2 separate regions of the Aedes aegypti genome follow, and region 2 is linked to region 1. Evidence: chromatin contacts called from public Hi-C data. All regions are on one chromosome and are shown on one strand. The core of a region is the stretch at or near the end of the contact, and the rest is flanking DNA. Distances in the headings are between cores, read along the strand shown.

Region 1 (4,848 bases), core at 2,203-4,702:
AAATAGGGGAATAGAAGGTTTCAAAGGGGGGGCCTAGGATTACACCAAAAGGAATCTTTGGAAGTGTTCTGAGGGAATTATCGGAAAATTCTTAAGGGGTTCTTTTGGATCACTGAACGATTCCTAAGAGAATCTCTGGACGATTCATGAGGGACGATTGCTGAAGAATCGGTAGAATTCTGAAGGGAATCACTCGACAATTTCCAAGGGAATTTTAAAACGATTCTAAAGGGGATCACTAGACAATTCACAAAGGAATTTCTTGACGATTCCTAAGCAAATCTGGACGAATTGTGGGGGAAATCCTTAAAACGATTCTGAAGGGAATCTCTGATCGATTTCGAAGGGAATCTCTCGTCGGTTTCGATGAAAAATGCTGGATGATTCTGAAGGGAATCTTTTGACGACTCCGAATAAAAATCTAGGAGATTCTAACAAACCTGGAAGATTTTGGAAAGAATCAGAGATTTCAGAGTGAATCTTTGAAATTTCAGGAAAGTAACCTGGTAGTTTTTATGGAAATCTGTAGCATTTTTGTGGAAATTGCAAAAGTTTGGGGCAGATATCTGAGAAAATTCAACAAAAATTCGAATAGTTTATACAGAAATCTTGGAGATTTTTTACATAGAGTTTTTATCACATTGAAAATATTGTCAAGAATCTAAAAAAAATCTAGAGATTATAAGGGGAATGTTGAAGATTACGGAAGAGAATCTGATAAATTTTTAAACAAATTGTTGCTGGGCAGGAGTTCGGCAAATTTCGAAGGCACTCGGAAAAATTCTAAATCAGTTAAGAAGCTGAAAGATTCCGTTTCGATATCAGGAATATTTTGAAGGAAGCTTTGGAAGTTTCTGACGGAATCCGGGAACAAATACGAGTGAACAGACGAAAATCCTTGCAATAGTGGAAAAAATCCTTGTTCATAACTTCAGATAGACTACTAGAGACTTGAAATTTCCATTGACGTATGATAGGTTCCTCGACCAGGAATAGAAATGAGAGATTCTGAATGCTACCAAAACACTCACATTGGCAGCTGCTTCCTCGCGTTCCGCTTGCTTGCGCTTCTCCTCCTCCTCCTGGTCGAGCTCCTTGATGCTTTCCTCCAGCACATTGGGCCAGAAATCGCCCTCGAAGTACGGCAGCTCGGACGCCGACTGCAGTTTGTCCTCCATCGCCTGCTTGAGGATGTCCTTGTAGTCCTGGATGGTCCGCTCGACCATGCCCTTGTCCAGCATCTTCTTGTACCATTCCTGGAGCCGCTTCGGCTTGGGAATTCGCTGCTCCGGCGGATGACAGTGGAAAATGTAGTCGTCGCCTTCGGACGGGGGACAGGCCCAGATGTGAGCCATCGTGTAACCGAGCTGCTTGGCGTAGTCCATGTAACCGAGCAGGATCTCGTGGTAGACGGAAGTACGGTACTGTCGCGGCCGGAAAAAGTGCACCGAGTCCAGATAGGCGATGTAGACTCGCCTCGTGTTGGGTGCAGCACATTCCGAGCCGTATTCTTGCACATGCATACCGAAGAAGCACACGTCGATGCCGTCCACTTCCTCAAAGGCAAACAAGGCCTTCGCTCGGTACGGGAACTCCGCCAACATTTCGCCGTTTTCGACGAACCGACTGCGCATGCCCGGCTTGACTTCAACGATCTTGTCCGAACTGGACACGACCCTGATGTGCACCTCTCCCGCACCGGCCTCCTTCTTCTTGAGGAAATTGTTCACCCTCGTTTCGATGTAGGTGCCCAGCTTGGACGTGGGTAACCGCTTGGCGTTGAATTTGTTGTCTTTCCGCTTGGAGGCCTTCTTCTTGAGGCAGTTGTCGCACACGAAACCACCCGGCCAGATGGACTCCAGATACAGGACACAGATCTGGTGCTGCTTCCGGCCGCAGTCCAAACACATGACGAACGGCTCCAGCTCCAGGTGGTCGTTCTTCATCTCCTTGAACTGGTCCTTCTTGATTTGACTGGTGGGAAAAAATAACGGTCACGATTAAGATAGTTAGTTTGGAGGAGAGAATCGAGGGATACTCACGTTTGGGTCTGCAGCGGATCGTCTCCGAGGGTCACCATGTCGCCTGGGATGTCGTTGAAACACTTCTGGCAGTACGTATATCTGGTAGATAGTGGTCCAAAAGATCTTTAGTGTCAGTCATCGAATGGATCGATGGAATTTGAGTGATACGGTGATGGTGATTGTTATTTGATTTAATATTACATGGACAATGGTGGTGAGCATTTACAAGAGTGAAGAAGATGCGTGCGCGCGTCCAGTATTAGAGAGGGGGTTTTAGCGCAATGTAAGGAAGTTGACGCGGGCGCAGAATGCAATTCAGACACACATATGACAGGTGAAGTACATAAAACGAAACAAGATATTAATTACATTAGGGGGTGATACTTGTTAGCAGGGATAGCTGAGACTAAAGGGATAAATAGTTGGGTTTTAGTATTAATCGGTTAAGGAATAATTAAGCAATCTCGGTAATGAAAGGAACAGCATAATGGCACTCATTTTGGGACACTCATTCTCTGGTATGTGGTAGTCTTTCAGATGACTTCCCCAGAAAAAAAAAACTGTCTTCGTGAATAGAAAGATGCTATTTAATAGCAACAAGTTTGAATCGTCCTACGATAGAAACCATTCAGCTTATCAGTCGTACGTAACTCATCTCCATCGACGGAATGAGATCCCTTCCCAAAATAATCCGATACCGATCGCCCATCTGTTGGTAAACAAAAATCGTTTTTAAACAATTTTCACCCCCAAAGGAGAAAAAAACCTTCATTCTTCGGTAAGCCGAATGAAAAAGAGAAATCTCGTGCCGTTTCCCAGCGACACAAAAAGTCGCTGAGACAACTTCATAAATTCCCATTCAAACACAGTCACAAATCGCTCTTTGTTTCCCACCAGTGTTGTGCCGATTGGTGGTCTAATGGCAACCTTCGTTCAATGTGGTGTTACCATTTTCATTCTCTTGTGAGAGCAGAAATTCCCCTACAAATTTATCGAAAACCATCACCCGATTTGAGCGAGTGTCCTACAATCTTGAAAGAGATAGATTGACACTCACCGAGAGTTCATTCATATCCCCACTCCTGGTGCTCTTTCAAACATCCTCTCTCGCTCTTTGATCCTCTTTGATTGACTGAGACTGAGCGCTCGCTCGATTGACACGAATCGCAGCAACTTCTTGAGATTCCATAATGGAATCTCAATCTCATTCTTTAGATACACTCCGAAAATTGCGCACCCAAATTTGCGATGATTTCTCATGAAGTCCCAAATTCTGGGCATCAATTTCACAAATTAAAGGAAATTAAAGGGAATTTTTAAACAAACAATCGCAACTTGTGTGAGAACTATTGTTTGCGTGTCAAACCGAGGTGGGATCAATCTCTTCTCGTCTCAATTTTGGCGTAACACTCACACCAGCAAACCCCCCTCAGAGAAAGTTCCAATCTCACTATCTACTAACGACCTAATAAAGGTTATTATTGTCCGGATCGCACCATTACACCCACCAGCACACACCATCAACACTCAACAGTAATGTGGAGCATTTGGAGAATCGTCGTCGAGGATTCTCTCGCTCTTTGGATCACTCAGTAAGCTCGCGCAGTGTTGAATGTTTTGTTCATTGATCAATCGCAGTAAGTAGTTGCAATGATCACCGAGAAGAAGAGAGCGCAATTCAACTGATAGTTTACAACAGCTTGTTGTGTAGATGTTTAAGCTGAAATATTTGTTTGCTGTTTGTAGTCGGGGTTTTGCGTCTGCTGTTTTGTGACATTGAACTCGGTGCGCAGATTGTGTCGTCGTTGCATTTCCGACTTAGAGACTCGACGACAACAAACAACTGGCTCTTCAATTTGCTTGAGACAGAATGTTTCGTCTCTATGAATGAGAAAAGAAAATATTCTACCTAATGTTGATTGAGGTTTTGATCCTAGAAGTTAACAGGCTCTACAATAATGTAAGTGAAGCTTCAATTGAACATGTAAGGCCTTTTATGCAGATTCAAGTTTGCTGTTCTTTCATAGGGTTTAGGTCGATCTTGGTTCTCCCGGTCTTCACATGATTTGAAATCGATTATGTTTACTAGTTTTTGACAATCTTGTGAAGCTACCAAGTAGCATTAGCTTGGAACTGACAACGTCTCATTAAGCTTTGTTGGCAAGCTAATAACAACTGTAGACTCTGTATCTGATGTCACGGGAAAGTGGGCTCGTGATAATTTCTTACACTGCCAGCTAAAGTTCCATCGCCATAGCGATATGCTTGGAGTTGCAGGTCTTGAAACGCAATCCAAAATTGTAACAGCCTGGGATAGTTTTATTATTTTTCCCTTTCTGTTCGATTCGAATGCAACAACAGAATCATTTCTTTGAATTCATTAGAAATAATCTTCTTGATCACATCGAATTTCTTCGTGTCATTGCGTCACCATGCCTTGCTACCTATCTAATAAGTTCAATAGACGATGGACACGTATCTAGGAAGCTATCTAGCCTTCAATAACTATCTTGCCTTACTGGTTAGACTAAGACATGAGTGGCCTCTGATGTCCGAACATCTTCATTTGACTCTGTCCATAGCGATGCATTGCCAGTCATTCTGCGTAGAGTCCGCAGATCACCTTGTTGATTGCTCTCAAAAGCCATTCTCAATGGATTGATATCCAACGTTCTTGTGGCTTGCAAGCCCCACCGAAATCTCACTTATTATGCGGCGTAGTCGAATTGGCTTGATTCATGCAATTTATGGTTCATCCGCCTTGTCCACGCTACTTCGACCTAGATGGTCTTTATAACCAAGAGCGCTTTGATTTTCTACAGGC
Region 2 (5,323 bases), core at 1,088-3,587, 50 kb after region 1:
GAAGATAGATTGTGATTTTTCCTTATTAATTTACTCAAAACCGTATAAAACTTACTTACGTCGATTTGAAAAAGTAATCGAGAATTAGTAAAAAGAGTAAAAAGAGCGTTCATTGAGAAAGCAGCTTGGAGTTGCTCGAAGTAGCTTTGACAGTTATTTGTTGACAAAAAATACGAGCTAGTATAACCAACCCCGAGCAAGTTCGATCAAAGTCATTGAACACAGCTATAGTTTTGCTTTCATCAGTTCTTCCACAGATATTCCAATTCTAAAAACGGATCATTTCGGTCTGATTTCAGTCAATTTTTTCAACATTTTGTGGATATCTTCCAAGATTGCATAAACCTCGTCGCCAATGACTTCGAACATCAACATCCAAACGCTATCTGCGGAAAGGTGAGTTCCCGCAGTTTGACCGATGAATGAATCACCTCTCATTTAAAGAGCACCTTATTCTCTCTCGATTCTCAATTTCCCCTCAAAATACTGCTCACCGAGACCTCAACTCACGAACACACCTGTACCCGCCTCGGCCCTTTGGTGTGCGTAAACGTGGCACGGATTGGCCGTGGCCGATTATCAACACAAAACAGGTGAGCGCCGGAGCGAGAGAGAGCCTAAAACTGTCTCTTCTCTTGATTGCTGCTAGACTGATCGCACTCACACCCACCCAAGAAAGAAGTTCCTCGGAACGGTTCCAGGAGATCGTCCTCCCGGAACAGAACTCGGATCACACACCGGAATTATCTGGGAACAACTTACCGTCTCGCATCTTGGCCCGCTTCAGCGGTGGTTCCTCCATGTGATCGGCCATCGTTCACTGCTTCACCGATGTAAATACGCGGAACGGAAAAAAATGCACTTGCGCTCCTCCCGAACGAACAAAACTTAAAAACACACTCGTGTACAACACTTTGCCTTTCTCCTCCCTCTCTCTCACTCTATGGTTAATCCTTTCACGGGTTTTTATTTTTCTGGTTCACAGTTTTTTGCTTTTGCCAGATTCCGGCGATTCAAACTTCTTGGACGAATTCAGCGCAAACTTTTGGCCTCTGGCCGCCGCACAATTCCTCTTCTGCTTTTGCTTCGGTCACTGTCTCTGCTGATTTTCATTTTGATCGCTGGAATTTCTTCTAGAAAGAAAGATTGCTAAGCCAGGGCTTTCTTCTTCACCGAACTACTGTTTCAAATTTATGGGGACGACGCACTACGATAAGGGACTTGCGAATTTCGCTTGTCGCCTCTTTTTACATTCACTATTCACTTTTGGTTGAACGAATTTGTTTTTATCCGCGCAATTTGGCGGCTGTCACTTTCCTCTTTTTTGACAGCAGCGACGAAAACGTCGTCGTCGATCGCGAAAACGTAAACACAACGCGCACTTGGATCTCCCCGCCTGCTGAAAAGCAACGCGGGGATTAAATCCGAAATTTTACCGTATTTTTCTAGGGGATTTTCTTTTTGGTGGCCCTCCGGCGGACATACACATTGAATGGCCACATTTTGAGCAGGGGACAGGTGGCCCCCGCGAAATAACGTACCAGCTCCGGCGAGGGTTTTCTGTTTTTGAGCACCGTTCGAAAACACGATTTTTTTTGTTCTAGATAAATTATTCACTTCACAAAAATTCACTAACTTTTTGGGGTCCTCGGGGGAATCGACTTTCAGTTCCAAAAATTGTCCATTGTGGATTTTCCTCTTCCGAGGAAAAAAAAATTGTGTTTCCCTCAAAATGCGCGACTCTCACTATTCGCGATTCGATTTCCGAGCTGCTTCGATCGTACACACTTTCTGCTCTTTACCGTCGTCGCGACGTAGAAATGGTCCGACGTTGGCCCAACATCGGTCCCTGCACTCGCACACCACCGCCACCAAGCAATGGCAGGCAATAATTCGAATCGCCAGGAAGAAAATCCGAGCACCGAAATTTCGATCGCGATTTTCCGCCGAATTCACTACCGGAAGTACCCCCGGAATCGGTCTCAAACGGACCAGCCTGTCGATGCGCATCGATTAAGTCCGGTCCGGACCCGCCTGGTGCCGCTCCGGAACCGAAAAATGGCCACGGAAAGTCCAGCGAAAAAACCTTTCCACCAAACCAAAGTCGCGAACAAGTCAAAATGGCGGCTGTTTGATGAGGAGGCGAACCGAACAACACACACTCTTTCCTTATTCTGCTTAGCGCTTGTACTGTGCTGTGGATGGGCCCTGCGCCTGCTATGATGATGATTATGCCTCTGTGTGAATCGTCGATGCTCTGCTTCTTCTGAAAATGCTGCACAAGGAGGAGCGCTGCTTTTCGCTTTTGGCTGGCTGCGGATTCGCTCTCACTCACTATACTGACCGTCCAAATCCGATGCCCGCTTTGACTTGCCGTGCTTTTGCTTCTGTGCTGCTGCGTTTTGTTCCTCTCTCTCTCACGTGCGTTCGCTCTCTCCATCGATTCCAATCCAGACACACCACTCACCATCACCCATCTCACTCACTCTAACGCCGCACCCAATCTGACGTCACACTCACCACACCCCTAACCGCCACGCGTCAGAAAGAGCCAACAAATTCACCACTCCCAAACCTCACTTACACCCCTCATTGACCACGTCTGAAGTCGACCATCGCCAGTTTGATCGAGAAAGGAAAATGTCCGCCGCTAAAATTTTGCTCACGTGATGTTGCGTCGATGAACCGTGAGGCGGCGCCACCGGTCCATCAGCGAAATCGACCGCACAGAGACTGCGCTCCACGGAAGGTTCTGGACGATTCGATCTTCCCACATCAAACACATAATTTCCTTCCTCACTATCAAACCATTTCGAGGAAATTTTGAAAACACAAGCGATTTCTGCGCATGGAGTGATTTTTGAGCGACAATAGGCGAATTTTCCCGATGGAAATTATCAGAGCAAAATTTGACGCACTGACACGTCGTCCAGAGTGGGATGACGGGGCGCACCCTCACGATGTCGACGAAAGGGTGGAGAAATCGATCGAGGGGGTTCGTGTCCGTGGATGACGACCGTTCGTCGACGAGTCGATTTTCGCGATTGTGAACACGGACAGTGGGAGTTTCAAAAAATAGGTCAAAACTATTAAATCGTTGTAAAGAGCTGAAGAACATTCCACACTGAGCCAACTCCCTCGTTGTATTATGTTATATGCTGTACACTCGCAAACAAATTGTGCGGTAGAAACTAGGCGATTAACTTATGCGCTCACACCGACAATTTCCAGCAGACCACAAATAGAGTTACATATTTGGGATGGTACACAAATTATGTCACGCTAAATTTCAACTTTTTCGACCCCCTCCCCCCCTTTGTCACACTTTTTGTATGAGTCCTGCGAAAATTTTGTAAGGCATGTCACGCTTGGCTCGACCCCCTCCCCCGCCTTGAAGCGTAATTTGTGCATGATCCCTTTCTCAGGAGCACAGAAATGTACCACGCTATGTCTGAACCAGACGATTATAAAAATCGAATGTACATCGGATTTTTTCTCACTAGAGATCAGTATTTGGTCTATATTTTCATAATCGGAAGGTTTTAAAATATTCCATCGGTGAAATTTTTTTCATATATTTTGTATGGGCTAAAATGCGTCGAACAACGGGATTTTCATGGGTTTTGGTATGTAAAATAGCTAAAAAGTGGAAAAAATCAAATGGAACGCCGTGGAACGGAACGCAGAATCAAAACAAAACAGTTAAAGAGGTAACCAGAAACACGTTCCTAGGGTGACTAGATGTTCAAATTAAAAATGGACCCCAATGGTTTGCATGAGGTACCGTTCAAATTAGCGGGGGTGCACGGTACAGCTATTTTCGCCTCGTTATGCAGGTGTCTAGATGGCTTACAAGATATGGTCGAAAACTCGCGATCCAAAAGTTACAATTTCGATCCTCGTTGAAAACTTTTGTAATCACTTTAATTATTGTGCTGAATTTTAAACTGCACATGTGACGGAGCACATGAGACCGCAGTGAGACACATCTCAATAAAAATGAGGCGCACCATATATTATAAAAGGTCTCACAATGTACAGCGCTTCCGTGCGCTTGCAAGCAATGAGGCTCCTGTACCTAAGGGCTTGTTCACAAATTTCATAACGTAGAAGGGTGTGGGTGGGTGTTCTGCTGGTGTTACGGCTCATACAAAATTTGTATAATATTCATACACTAAGCGTTACGAGGGGGTGGGTGGGTGTCAAAAATGGCCATTTTCAGCGTTATGAAATATGTGTTCATTCACAGCAGGCTACAGCAGGTGCACAGTAACTCTAACCACAAATGCGCATGATTTCACCATATCTGTAGTCGAAATCAGAATGACGAAAAAGATTTCTGTCACAGTGAGGATTCGCTCGTTGGGGGTCCGCTACATGGAATGATTCGATAGTTGGATGTTCGCTGGTTGAAAAAAAAATCAAAAAATCCAACTTAAAAGCACTCGAATGTCAGGAGAAGATGTCAAACTAACTTTGACGTCTGAGTACCGTCTCATTGAAGTCTCCATATATAGAACAAATGTGTATGTATATGTGCGTTTCGTGACGTTTTGCTCTCTAGAGGCGTTGGTCTGAAGCATTTTCACCAGCTGTCAGTCGTTCCAACTAACGGGTCGGATTCGCCAGATGGAAGGCAGTCGTGTTCCAACCAGCGAATTATAACCAGAAAGGTGAGTGGGATGTTCTACAAAGATGGTAATTTTCTCAGATATTCCATGGTAACTTTAAGAATGGGTTATTATTTGATTTAGTTGGTGTTACATCAATTAATTTGATAAAACCTCGTTAGGGGTCGTCCATAAATGATGTAGCTTTTTAGGGGGGAGGGGGTATTTACGAATTTGTGACGAAGTGTGACGAGGGGGAGGGAGGGGTCCTAGCTAGTGGACGTAGCATTTTGAATCAAGTCCGTAAAAAGAAAGGCGCTGAAAAAAAATGCATACAATTATTTTTTATCAAACTTCTTTTTTTTACTTATAAACTTGGGTTATAACATTATGATTAATAAATTTATAAATAAACAAAAAAAAAGTTAATTAAATTGATTAAAAATCAATGCTCTAACTACTTGGAGTACATTTTTTTGCCATTTGTTAACATGACATAAAATCAGCCGTTTTAGTATTATCCATATTTTCTGTTGGGGCTTTATGTCTTCAAGAAAATAACACATGCTATTCTTGGCAAATATTACAAAGATATTTATTCCGTGAATTATGCCTTCATTGTTGCAGGAGATCTCCATCAAATCAACTCATCATGTGTTTAGATATATCAATGCTCTTGCTGGAATAGCCTGAATATTGATGAGGATAATAGA

What was found. A called contact is a pair of places that touch in the nucleus more often than the background predicts.
Region 2: a contact with region 1 is called in a Hi-C map of whole pupa, with 8 times the contacts expected there. The contact joins the promoter of LOC23687811 here to the enhancer-like site in region 1. A contact is called at or near these places in 2 of 2 Hi-C or Micro-C datasets (whole body and whole pupa).

Annotation. Positions count from the first base shown.
Region 1 is chr1:26,670,994-26,675,841 of AaegL5.0, forward strand. LOC23687811 (CREB-binding protein) reads right to left here. Exons shown (of 16, transcript XM_021839217.1): 7 at 2,043-2,123; 8 at 1,032-1,974. Among protein-coding and RNA genes, the nearest start is that of LOC23687811, 51 kb to the right of the region's middle. Within about 2 kb of position 3,453, at least 3 of the 3 cell types and tissues checked have open chromatin away from gene starts, as enhancers often do.
Region 2 is chr1:26,721,682-26,727,004 of AaegL5.0, forward strand. It overlaps LOC23687811 (CREB-binding protein), which reads right to left and starts at 2,338. Exons shown (of 16, transcript XM_021839217.1): 1 at 2,161-2,338; 2 at 763-1,133. The coding sequence starts at 814.